Regions from separate parts of the Rattus norvegicus genome. Here region 2 is linked to region 1. Evidence: chromatin contacts called from public Hi-C data. All regions are on one chromosome and are shown on one strand. Each heading gives the region's core, a stretch centred on a gene start, on an enhancer-like site or on the middle of the called end of the contact. The rest is flanking DNA. Distances are from core to core; before and after follow the strand shown.

What was found. Hi-C and Micro-C count contacts between places; a contact is called where the count stands out from the background.
Region 2: a Hi-C map of hepatocytes shows a contact between it and region 1, with 3 times the contacts expected there. The contact joins the promoter of G0s2 here to the enhancer-like site in region 1. A contact is called at or near these places in 2 of 12 Hi-C or Micro-C datasets (hepatocytes and kidney).

What each region holds. Positions count from the first base shown.
Region 1 is chr13:107,262,546-107,267,544 of GRCr8, forward strand. It overlaps the pseudogene LOC120096391. Among named protein-coding and RNA genes, the nearest start is that of Traf3ip3, 17 kb to the left of the region's middle. Within about 2 kb of position 2,521, at least 3 of the 93 cell types and tissues checked have an H3K27ac peak or open chromatin away from gene starts, as enhancers often do. A contact at or near this core is called in hepatocytes, where this site is marked.
Region 2 is chr13:107,333,589-107,338,587 of GRCr8, forward strand. It overlaps G0s2 (G0/G1switch 2), which reads right to left and starts at 2,360. Exons shown (of 2, transcript NM_001009632.1): 1 at 2,294-2,360; 2 at 1,448-2,109. The coding sequence starts at 2,080. The coding sequence ends at 1,769.

The DNA of each region.
Region 1 (4,999 bases), core at 1,271-3,770:
TAGGCGAACTCCCTGACCTTGGTGTTTTTTCTCCCTCTCTGTCTCTCAGAGAGTTTATTTTGGCTCTCAGTTTCTGTGGAGTCATGGTGTGCTCTCTTGGCCCCATGTCTTCTTTTTAAACATTAGCCACAGTTACTAGGCAAAAGGCAGATTGCCCATACTGGGTATAAACCATCCCTTCTAGTCCCAGAGGAAGATGTCAGGAAGCCATACAAGCTAGACCAATCTTGTTATGTTTGCCCTTGGCCTCCCTTACTTCTCTACCCAGTTAGAGAGCCCCTTGTGCACATTGTAGACTCACTGGTCAGATACGCTGTTGGAACTGACTTTGTGTGTGTTTCTTCAGTGAATCTGCCTCCCTAGTGTCCCTAGCAGGGATCCCAAGAACTCTGAGGTGTAGTAGCTCTCAGGCTTGCTCACCCTGCATGACTGAGGTCTGTCCCCCTTTGACTTCCACCTGTGTCAGTTTGGGGCTACATGGAGTTGCTAGACAGAGGCTCATATGGAATCACTTTTTATACAAGTTTGTGGTGATCTGTGCAAGCCCATGTTTCTTCCAGTTTGTTTACCTTTTGTTGTTTGTTGTTCAACAAATGACTCCATTTTGGTTCTTGCGACCTCCACTGCCCTTACGTTTGATCGAGATTTTTCTGTGGAAACATTGCCGTCTTCTGTCCTGTCATGAGGGTCTGTTGTTCCTCTGTCCCACCTGTCCTGGGTGGTAGAGTGGGTGGGCGAGGTTGTGTGACCGATGAGTCAGCATCAGATCCTTTTAGCCACACTGGATCAACAGAGTTCGGGAAGAGCGCTTCTCTTCTCAGCTCCTGAGTGCTAAGGCAGCATTATTTTGTCAGAAATTCCACTTTAGCAGATTTTTGTTTTTTTTAAAAAAAGAGAAAACAGTAAAGATTAAAAAGGAAAATGCAAAATAAAAACAATTTTGATGCCCACTCCCTGGCAATGGGCAAAGAGACACCTTGGTGGTGTTCTTATACCAGTCAGGGGCAGAGTGGATGTGGTACTTTGTTCATCCTAGCCTGATGCCTGGCTTGGTGGTGAAGCTGTTTTATGCGTGGAACACATAAAAATTGAATCAAATTGATTTGAATCAAATCTAGGTAGTGTGGCGTGGGAAGAAGAAGACAGGTAGAGACCTGCATTCCACCATGCTACTCAATGCAGGCAGGGAAAGACATCCACAGACCTGTCCTTCACCCCACATCTCTGTCAGTCCATAGACACACAGAGCCCTACCTACCGCCACACAGCACTGTATGCGGAAGAAGTCAGACAGACAGAGACCTGCAGACCACCATGCCACCCACACACCTGCCCTCCAGTGCAAGGGATAGGTGGGCAGAAGACACCTGCTTGCTACAGTGCCATGCAGTGGGGACAGAGGATGCCACTCAGGGGCCTACCAGCTGCATGACCAGCCTGCAGCAGAAGCCACCACAGTGTGAGTATCTGATGGTCAGATGGGAGAGAGTGAGAGGTGGAACTAGAGACTTGAGGGTGGCCAGGAGTAACCTGCTATGAGCGGCCAGCCCTGCTACCTGGGACCATGATGAGGTCCCAGCATGAGCTGCCTCTGAGAGCCTCCATCTGTGGTTACTCAGCCAGCGTAGCCGGTGTCAGGGGTCTGTGTTGTTACCACTAAAAAGAACATGTAAATCTTGATTGGGGCAGCCACTGGGAAATCATGTGGGTATCCAGGAACTGTGCATGACTGTCCTTGTTCCTCACTGGCGACTGTGCTTTGGAGAGTTGGATCCATTTCTCAGGCTATGCACCTTGCCTGGCCAGGAGAGCAGAGCTGACCCTGATGTTGGGGGCACAGGTGAGCCAGCCCCGAGGGCATGAACATGGGAAAGCTAGTCCCACCACTTTTCTGCCATGAAGTGTCATGGATGTGGGGTGATGACCTCCCATGCCTCTTCCGTCACCACCTGTGGCACTTGGAATAGCTGGCCCTGCTGGGGTCATGAGAGCAGGAGAACTGTCCTTACCTCTTACAGGCTACAGTACTTGGGAGAGCAGGCCTCACCTGAACAGCATAATAGAGCTAACCTTGATGATGAGGGAATGGGTGAGCTGGTCTTGAGGATGTGAGGGAGAGCTGGCCCCATCACTCCTCTACCTCCTTAACCCTCAGCAACCGATGCAGCCAGAAGAGCTGACTCCAGGGTCATAAGAGCAGGAGAGCTGGCCCTGCCCCTCACCAGTGGCATCACTTGGGAGAGCGGGCCCTGGACTTCGTCTGGGCAACACAGTGGAGCTAGCCCTGATGGCAAAAGCACAGGCAAGCCAACCCTGAGGGTGAGTGGGAGAGCTGTCCCAGTGCCTTGCTGGCTTTAGTACTTAGGTGAGTGGACCTTAACTGGGCAAAACAGTGGAGCTGGCCCTGAGGATACAAGGTCAGAAGAACAAGAAGGCAGGGTGACCTAGCAGGAACAGGGCTGGAGAGTTTGTCCTGGTGGTGCGTCTGAGGGAGAACCGGCCAGGCTGACCCAGATCCAGGGTTCCAAGTTGGGCCACTCCAAAATCATTATCATCTCCACAACACAGGGCAACAACAGGATAACGGGGAGGAGACCTGGCCAGGATCCACTATTGATGGTGTGATGGAAGCCAGTGATCTCTATCTGGACCAATATCTCATTGCAACAAACATTTACAAGTGAAGATGTGTGGGCAGAGGAATATACTGTGGGACACATGGTTACATGCTACAGCTTCTGTGATGAGATGTTTTCTATGATGATGGTGATGATGATGGTGTGTGTGTGTGTGTGTGTGTGAAGTGCATGATGTGAAAATCACAAAAGAATCAATAAAAAGATTCCTGTGGTGGAGGAATAACTTTGAACCAAACCAAACCAAACCAAACCAAGCCAAACCAAACCAAACAACAAAATTTTTTCTACAGCAATACCAGTTTTTATCAAAGATAACCAAAGAAAAATCAATATGTTTATAAAATAAATCTAGGGCTGGGGATTTAGCTCAGTGGTAGAGCGCTTACCTAGGAAGCGCAAGGCCCTGGGTTCGGTCCCCAGCTCCTAAAAAAAGAACCAAAAAAAAAAAAATAAAATAAAATAAATCTAGTCTTACCAGGAAACTGTATTTGAGGAGTACCAGGAAACTGTATTTGAGGAGTACTTATTGACTTTTTTTTTTTTTAATGAATCTGATTGTAGATGTTTCCAAGTGAAACTGAAACCAGATGACAAAAGACTTTGAATAGCCTGGAGGAAAATTCTTGATGAAGCTTCAGCAACTACAGGAAACAGTTGTTTTCATGACCTAAAGGTTTTTTCCTTTAAGATATTTATTTTATTTATATGAGGTGCTGTCTTCAGACACACTAGGAGAGGGCATCAGATCCCAATACAGATGGTTGGGAGCCACCATGTGGTTGCTGGGAATTGAACTCAGGACCTCTGGAAGAGCAGTCAGTGCTCTTAACCACTGAGCCATCTTTCCAGCCATGACCTAAAGTTTGTTTGTTTTTTTTTTTTTTTAAGGTAACAGGGATGATTACCACTGTTACCTCAGGGCTGTCAGACTTCCATAAATTTTATGTAAACTTTACCTTGTGATTTACCTAGATATTTATGCCAATAACCTAGGTCACGTCTCACTGTAAAGTAATAGTTGCCCACCAAAACTTTTATTTAAAGTAGATCAACACTTAAAATAAAACCTGTTCTGTCAGACATAGAGAACCAGACTCTGTAGTCTGGTCTTACATCACTGTAGGGATAGTCAACTTTTTGAAGAATATGTTATACTTTGCACTAATCATAGTTTATACATACATTGCTTTCCTGAGACTCATCATCCTCTGCCAACTTCTGTGACTTGCTCAGAAGGCATTTTTTTAAAAACAAAAGTCTCCAAAGTTAAAAGATCAGGTTGTGTGTATATGCAAGGCATGCCTGGGTGGTGCACAGGGATTTGGGGTGGGTGCTGCAGTGGGGTATACACATTACACATTTACTGAGACCCATGGAACATACAACAAAAGGGTGAGTCCAAGTGTGAACTTGGCCTCCGACGGATGTGCTGATGATGCATGAGACTCTTGATAAAAGGGAAGGCTTGGGGTTGGGGCGTATGGGAATGTGGGGTTCTGCTGTGAACCCCAGACTGAGCTAAAGGTAATGCTCATTTACAAAGGCACAGACTTTCTGATGTCCTCATGTCCTTACAGGTCTTACTCAACGGTTACACACTGTGCTCCTTCCTTCCTCTCCTAAATGCTGGAATTACAGGAAGGAGCACAACCACACCACACTCGAGGCAGTTTTAATACATGGGCTTTGGGGAACATCTTCAAAATGTAGCAGCTGTGCTGGGTTGGGTCTGAGATGGTGGCCTAGAGTAGTCAAGCCGAGGAGAACAGTGGCCCAGAAGCTCTAGGGAAAGGTTGGTGGTTAGGTGAGAATTCAGGGTCCTAAGGAGTAGCCATTTGTGAGAAGCAGGTGGGAAACTGTGAGTCACCCCCTCAGGCGCCCTTTCTACCCCATGCACAAGGTCTTTGATGTCTACTTTGTACTCAGAGGAGGGAGCCACAGTTTCCCTACGATGGGCTGAGACCCAGCATGGCCCCCGGGAATGTGCTGACAGCTGGTGTGTGTCGGACATGTTAGGATCCCGAGAGCTGCGTCCTGCTCTGGCTGTATCTCTCTGTGCCTGTGGTTATTATGAAATAAGTCTCAGCTTGTTATGAGTTCAGTATGAAATGCCCCAAAGGCTCGTGCTGACAGCCTGTCCTCAGCTGCTCATGCCTTTTTGGGAAGTGTTGGAATTTTGAGTAGGTGGAATTCCTCGTTGGAGGAAGCAGGTCATTCTGTGTACATGAGACAGGGTCATATGTAGCCCAATCCAAACTTGCTGTATATCCAAGGATGATCTTGAAAATTTGACCCTCTGGCCTCGATTACCCAATGTTGAGGTGATGTGTGCCTAAATTGAAGGGCACCTCTTGTTCCTG
Region 2 (4,999 bases), core at 1,110-3,609, 71 kb after region 1:
TCTTGGGCACTTGTGTTTTTTTATATAGGCAAACTCTCTGAATATAGACATAACCATCACACTGGAAAAACCAGAGCATGCAGTTTGATACAGAGTTTACTGATGGGCAGAAGACTTGAAATCCTTGGAACATCAAGGGCTGTCTTCCTCAGAGATGTAGAGGATATGGGTTTGAGGAGAGTAATGCAAACAAAAGCACAAAGGATACAAAAGTATCAATGTCCACGCTGGGCAGGTTGCAAAGTCGGACAAGGACAAGAAGTAAACAGAACAGGTCACACTAGAGTCTCATGCAGGAACAGCAAGGTGAGAGGTACTGAAGGGGACAAGTCCTGAAGATGTTGCAGGAGATGAGCTAGTCAAGCTGTTGAGTGGGCAGAGGAGTAAGAAGCCTGTGCAAGAGGCATCTTTAAGACTGATTAACCAGCTGAATGGTCTGAGCTCCTGGGAGCTTTTGGGCAGTTAAGGCTGCACTCTGCCTTAACTCGGGGTCAAGTGTCTGGATTTGGAAACAGGAAGAGTGCTGGCCTCACTGACATGCTTTTCCTTTGAAGCCTCAAACGTGTTCTTTTCATTCACATTCCTTTGCTCTTTCACTGGAGGATGGATTTTAGGGAGAGCTGACAATTGATTGAAGCCAAAAGTGCTGGAGAGATTTGGGTTTGTAGAGTTAAATAGAATGGAGGCTGGGAGGTTGGAGAGTCAAGTTAACATGCTCACACCTGGTTAGAATAGGTGACATTAAAGATCCTCGGGGAGTGGCATCAGGCTATCTTCTTGACTGTGTCAGGGCAGAGAGGGGTTACCCTGGAGAGCTCCATAGTGTTACTAAATCAGCTGTTGACACATGATCAACTCTGACTCCTGGGAGAGGACTGGGGTTTGTGATAATGGTCTTTTCTCCTTCTAAGCTTCTTACTGTGGAGAGTTGTGCCCTTGGGAGAGAGAGCTTGTGTGCCCAACAGACAGCTGAGTTTCTTTTTTTTTTTTTTGCCTCATCCCTTTCTTCCCTTCCTCCCCACTCTTCCTTCTGTCTCTCAATCTCTTTGTTCTTCCAGCCTCCTCCCCCTCTCTCCCCCAGTCTCCCTTCTCCCTCTCTGTCTCCTCTTCTCCTCACTCTAATAGTTAAGCAGAGAGATCAGCCTCAGGAATCTCCAGCACAAAGGGGTAAAAGACAAATCACTTTTTCTTTGTCCTAGAAATCCCCCCTCTCCCTCTCTCCCTCCCCCTCCCCCTCTCCCCCTCTCTCCCACCCCTGTCTCTCATTCTAAGTTAGAAATTGATTTATCTTGTGGTCCAAAAAATGTTAATACCTGTAGCATGCTGAGAGTCTCACTCCCGTGTGAGTAGACCCATACCAGTGGCATTCAAGTAGGGCTGTGAAGTAGGGCTAGCCACAGTTCTGGGTGAGAGGGTCACCTCGCCTCCCAGGAATCAAATAATGAGACAGAATATAAAATGTTTTTATTTCAAAATGCAAAATGATATTCGTTGTAATAATAATAATAATAATAACAACAACAATAAAAATAACAGTATAAAAAGCATGTCTCCTTCCCTAATGCAAAGTGACAGCTCCTTGATCGCTCCCACAGCCTTGGACAAATCACAGTGCATGCTGCACAGCAGCAAGTCAGTCCCAGATCCCTTGGGTGATCTGTGCAGGGTCAGTTCTGGATTCGGTGGCACCTTGAAACAGCATGTGACTCTCTCTCGCCCACCTCAGTCATGATCTCTCTGTGTCTCGCTTCTCTGCCAGTCACCAGCCTTAAGAGGCATGCTGCCGGAGGGACAGGGCCCGGCTGCACAAAGTCGCCTCCTGTGTCTTGCCTTCTGCTATCAGGGCCTGCTTGTGGAGGGACTGCTGCTCACAAGCATCCCGCAGCTCTGCCACTGCCGCCTCCTGGTCGCGCAGACGGCTGGCAGCTGTGAAAGGGCTGCACACAGTCTCCACTAGACCGAGCACCACACCGAAGAACGCTAGCACACTGCCCAGCACGTACAGCTTCACTAGCTTCCCTCGGGACTTCTGCGTCATCATCTCCTTAGCCAGAGGGATCAGCTCCTGCACACTTTCCATCTGAGCTCTGGGCTGTGGGTTGGCTGGGCCTGCAGAGGTAGCAGAGAGAAAGGGGTTGAACTTTCAGGTGGGCTACAGCAGCTGAGAAGGGAACCCTAAGCCCAGAGAGGGGGTTGGCTGCAGACTAGGGGAACTCGAGCCCAGGGGAGAAGGCAGCTGGGGAGGGGATCTGTGATCTCTCGCCTACCCTGGGTTCCCAGACTGGAGGCTCACCTAGGGTGCGTGGGAACAGAGGCAGCACTCGCTGAAGGAGGTCAGGCGTCCAGGCGGCAGACTGGCCTTTGCGTCCTTTTTTCCTCAGCCGTGGCTCTTTGCAGCTGCAGCGTTCAGTGAACAGAGCCCTTATATCTTTTGCCCGGGATCCGCCTCCTAGCTCGTTGGCCTGAGCCCTGACTGCAACCGGCAGGGCGGGTTGAGGGGAGGGGGGGGAAGGGAGGAAGAACGGGAGGGGCGCTGCTGGGGACCAAGGAGGTGGCCACGAGTAGTGCACGCCCCTGCTGTGTGCTCCCTGAGACCCTAGACTGCTGGTGCTGTAAAAGCTGAGAGCCCAAGGCACCACTTCAGCGTGAAGCCAAGGAGGAGATCACCAGGTGATGGTGTGGCATGCTTCCCTGACAGGAACCTTGTCTGTTCCCCTGTTCCCCTGTTTCTCAGGAAGAACCTGAGAAAGATCCTAAAGAGGGAATCTTCGTTCAGAAAAGTCATCTCACCTGTCAGGGAGGGTGTGGGTGGGAGGGAAATCAACAGAGGGATATTTGCAGTGAGTAGGCAAACTAAACTGAAAAACCATCTCCAGAGTAGAATGTTCTTCCAGAGTGCTGCTTTCTTGGTGTGTGTGTGTGTGTGTGTGTGTGTGTGTGTGTGTGTGTGTGTGTGTGTGAGAGAGAGAGAGAGAGACAGAGAGAGAGAGAGAGAGAGAGAGAGAGACAAAGAGACAGAGAGACAGAGACAGAGAGAGAGAGGGAGGGAGAGAGAGAGAGGGAGGGAGAGAGAGACAGAGAGAGAGAGAGAGAGAGGGACAGAGGGAGGGAGAGAGAGGGAGGGAGAGAGAGAGAGAATGAATTAGTCTCTGTAAGGTGCTTCCATAGCTATTTCTATTTAACAGGGAACAGCCATTAAACCCAAAGCATAGGCCTGTAGTCCCAGCAAGAGGCAGGAGGATGGTGAGTCTGAACGTAGCCTGAATAATTTACTGAGACTCTGTGTCAGAAATCAAAATAAAGAGGCTTATAGATGTGGTTCAGTGGTAGAGTGCTTGCCTAGTATGTGTTAGGCTATGTGTGTCATATATATTGGTACACAGCACACATGCACACGCACAAGAGACACACACAAATTGTCCTCTCTTCCATGTTCACTTAAGAGGTGAAGTTGGGGGATCAGCCTTAAGGAAGGCCCATGGTAAAGATTTGTCTATAATGAAAGTATTTCACCCTCTTACAACGATTCCATGCCACCTTGCCCAGGTTTGGGAGAGTGAGCTGTAGATTCCTAGAGTGGGGATTCAGGACAGAGGCCACTCTTGGGAAGCTGGGTTAGATTAGGGTTAACTATGATCCCCTGGGTTGGGGGTGGCTACTGGTGTACCTGAGTTAGCAAAGTAGGGGAAAAGGACAGGCAGGCAGGCCAAAGGGCTTGAAGCAGGGGGTGGGGTGGGGAGGAAGGGGAACCAACTGGCCAGAAAATTGCAAAGGTCACTGATGCAATCTTGCAACAGCCTGCTCAGCCTTCCCTGTTAGAGCCCAGAGCCAGAGGAGAAAGGGTGCCAATCTTAGGGGTCCAAAGTCACTGCCAGACTCAGAAGGTGCTGACCACTGCTTGGTCTGCTACTAGTCCTTCAGGTAAGAGCTTGTCAAAAGTGGGGGTTGGCCAAGGCCAGGAACGGTTCAAATTTCAAGTTCACACTTTAGTTGATACCTAAGTGATCAAGGTAACCACGGGCCAAACGGGGATTATTCTTGGAGGATCCTGACTTGGCTTTATTCTTTTAACCTTGCCGATCCGGAAAGTTCTGTAGGGAGGGTCCAAGCCAAGGCTAACTTCAGTCTTGGCATTGTTCTTAAATCTTCATGATAGTTTTGGAGCTCTCCTAGTAGCTGGCAGCAGTAACCATGCAACTTTCCTAATAACCATGAAGATTCCAGACATGGTGGCTCCTGGGAAAGAGGGTGACATGTGCCCTGATAGGAGGGCACCCACTTGGTTTCCCCTCGGAAGGTGAGTCAGTCCAGTTTCTGACCCAAAACTCCAAAACTGACTGGGCAGCAAGTATTTCCTGTGTTTCTATAACTTAGACCTCCACGTCATAATTTACTTGGGGTTCCTCTTTCCCAGGGTTTCGTGAGATAAACATCTTTGTCCACCTCTAAAGGAACCCGACCTTGACCCCTGACTCCACTAGCTTGCTGTCAGTGGCTAGGCAGCAAATGACAAGGGGTGAGGTCACTGGCGGATTTGGTGGTGCAGGTTGAGGGAGTATGGGTGTTGGGGGTGGGGGAGGAGAAGGTCAGCATGACTCTATCTGCTGGAGAAAGACCCCTTAGCTTTTGGATGGGAGGGGAGGAGGCTGGGATGGGGTGGGATGAGAGGGCTTGGGATGAAACGTGTACCTTGACTAGCCTGAGACTACTTTTAGAAGTTCAAGTCTGGGGGTTGAGGATTTAGCTTAGTGGTAGAGCGCTTGCCTAGCAAGCACAAGGCCCTGGGATAGGTCCTCAGCTCCAGAACAAACAAACAAACAAACAAACAAACAAACAAACAAAAACCCAGAAGTACAGGTCTGTACTGTATTTGGAGCCAACACAGGTCATGGTTATGAAGATCAAACCAAGCCATAAGGTCACCAACCCTCTATTTGACTGAAGGCTGATGAGGACTCCCTGTGTTAAAGCTGAGACAGAGCTGAGCAGAACAGACATC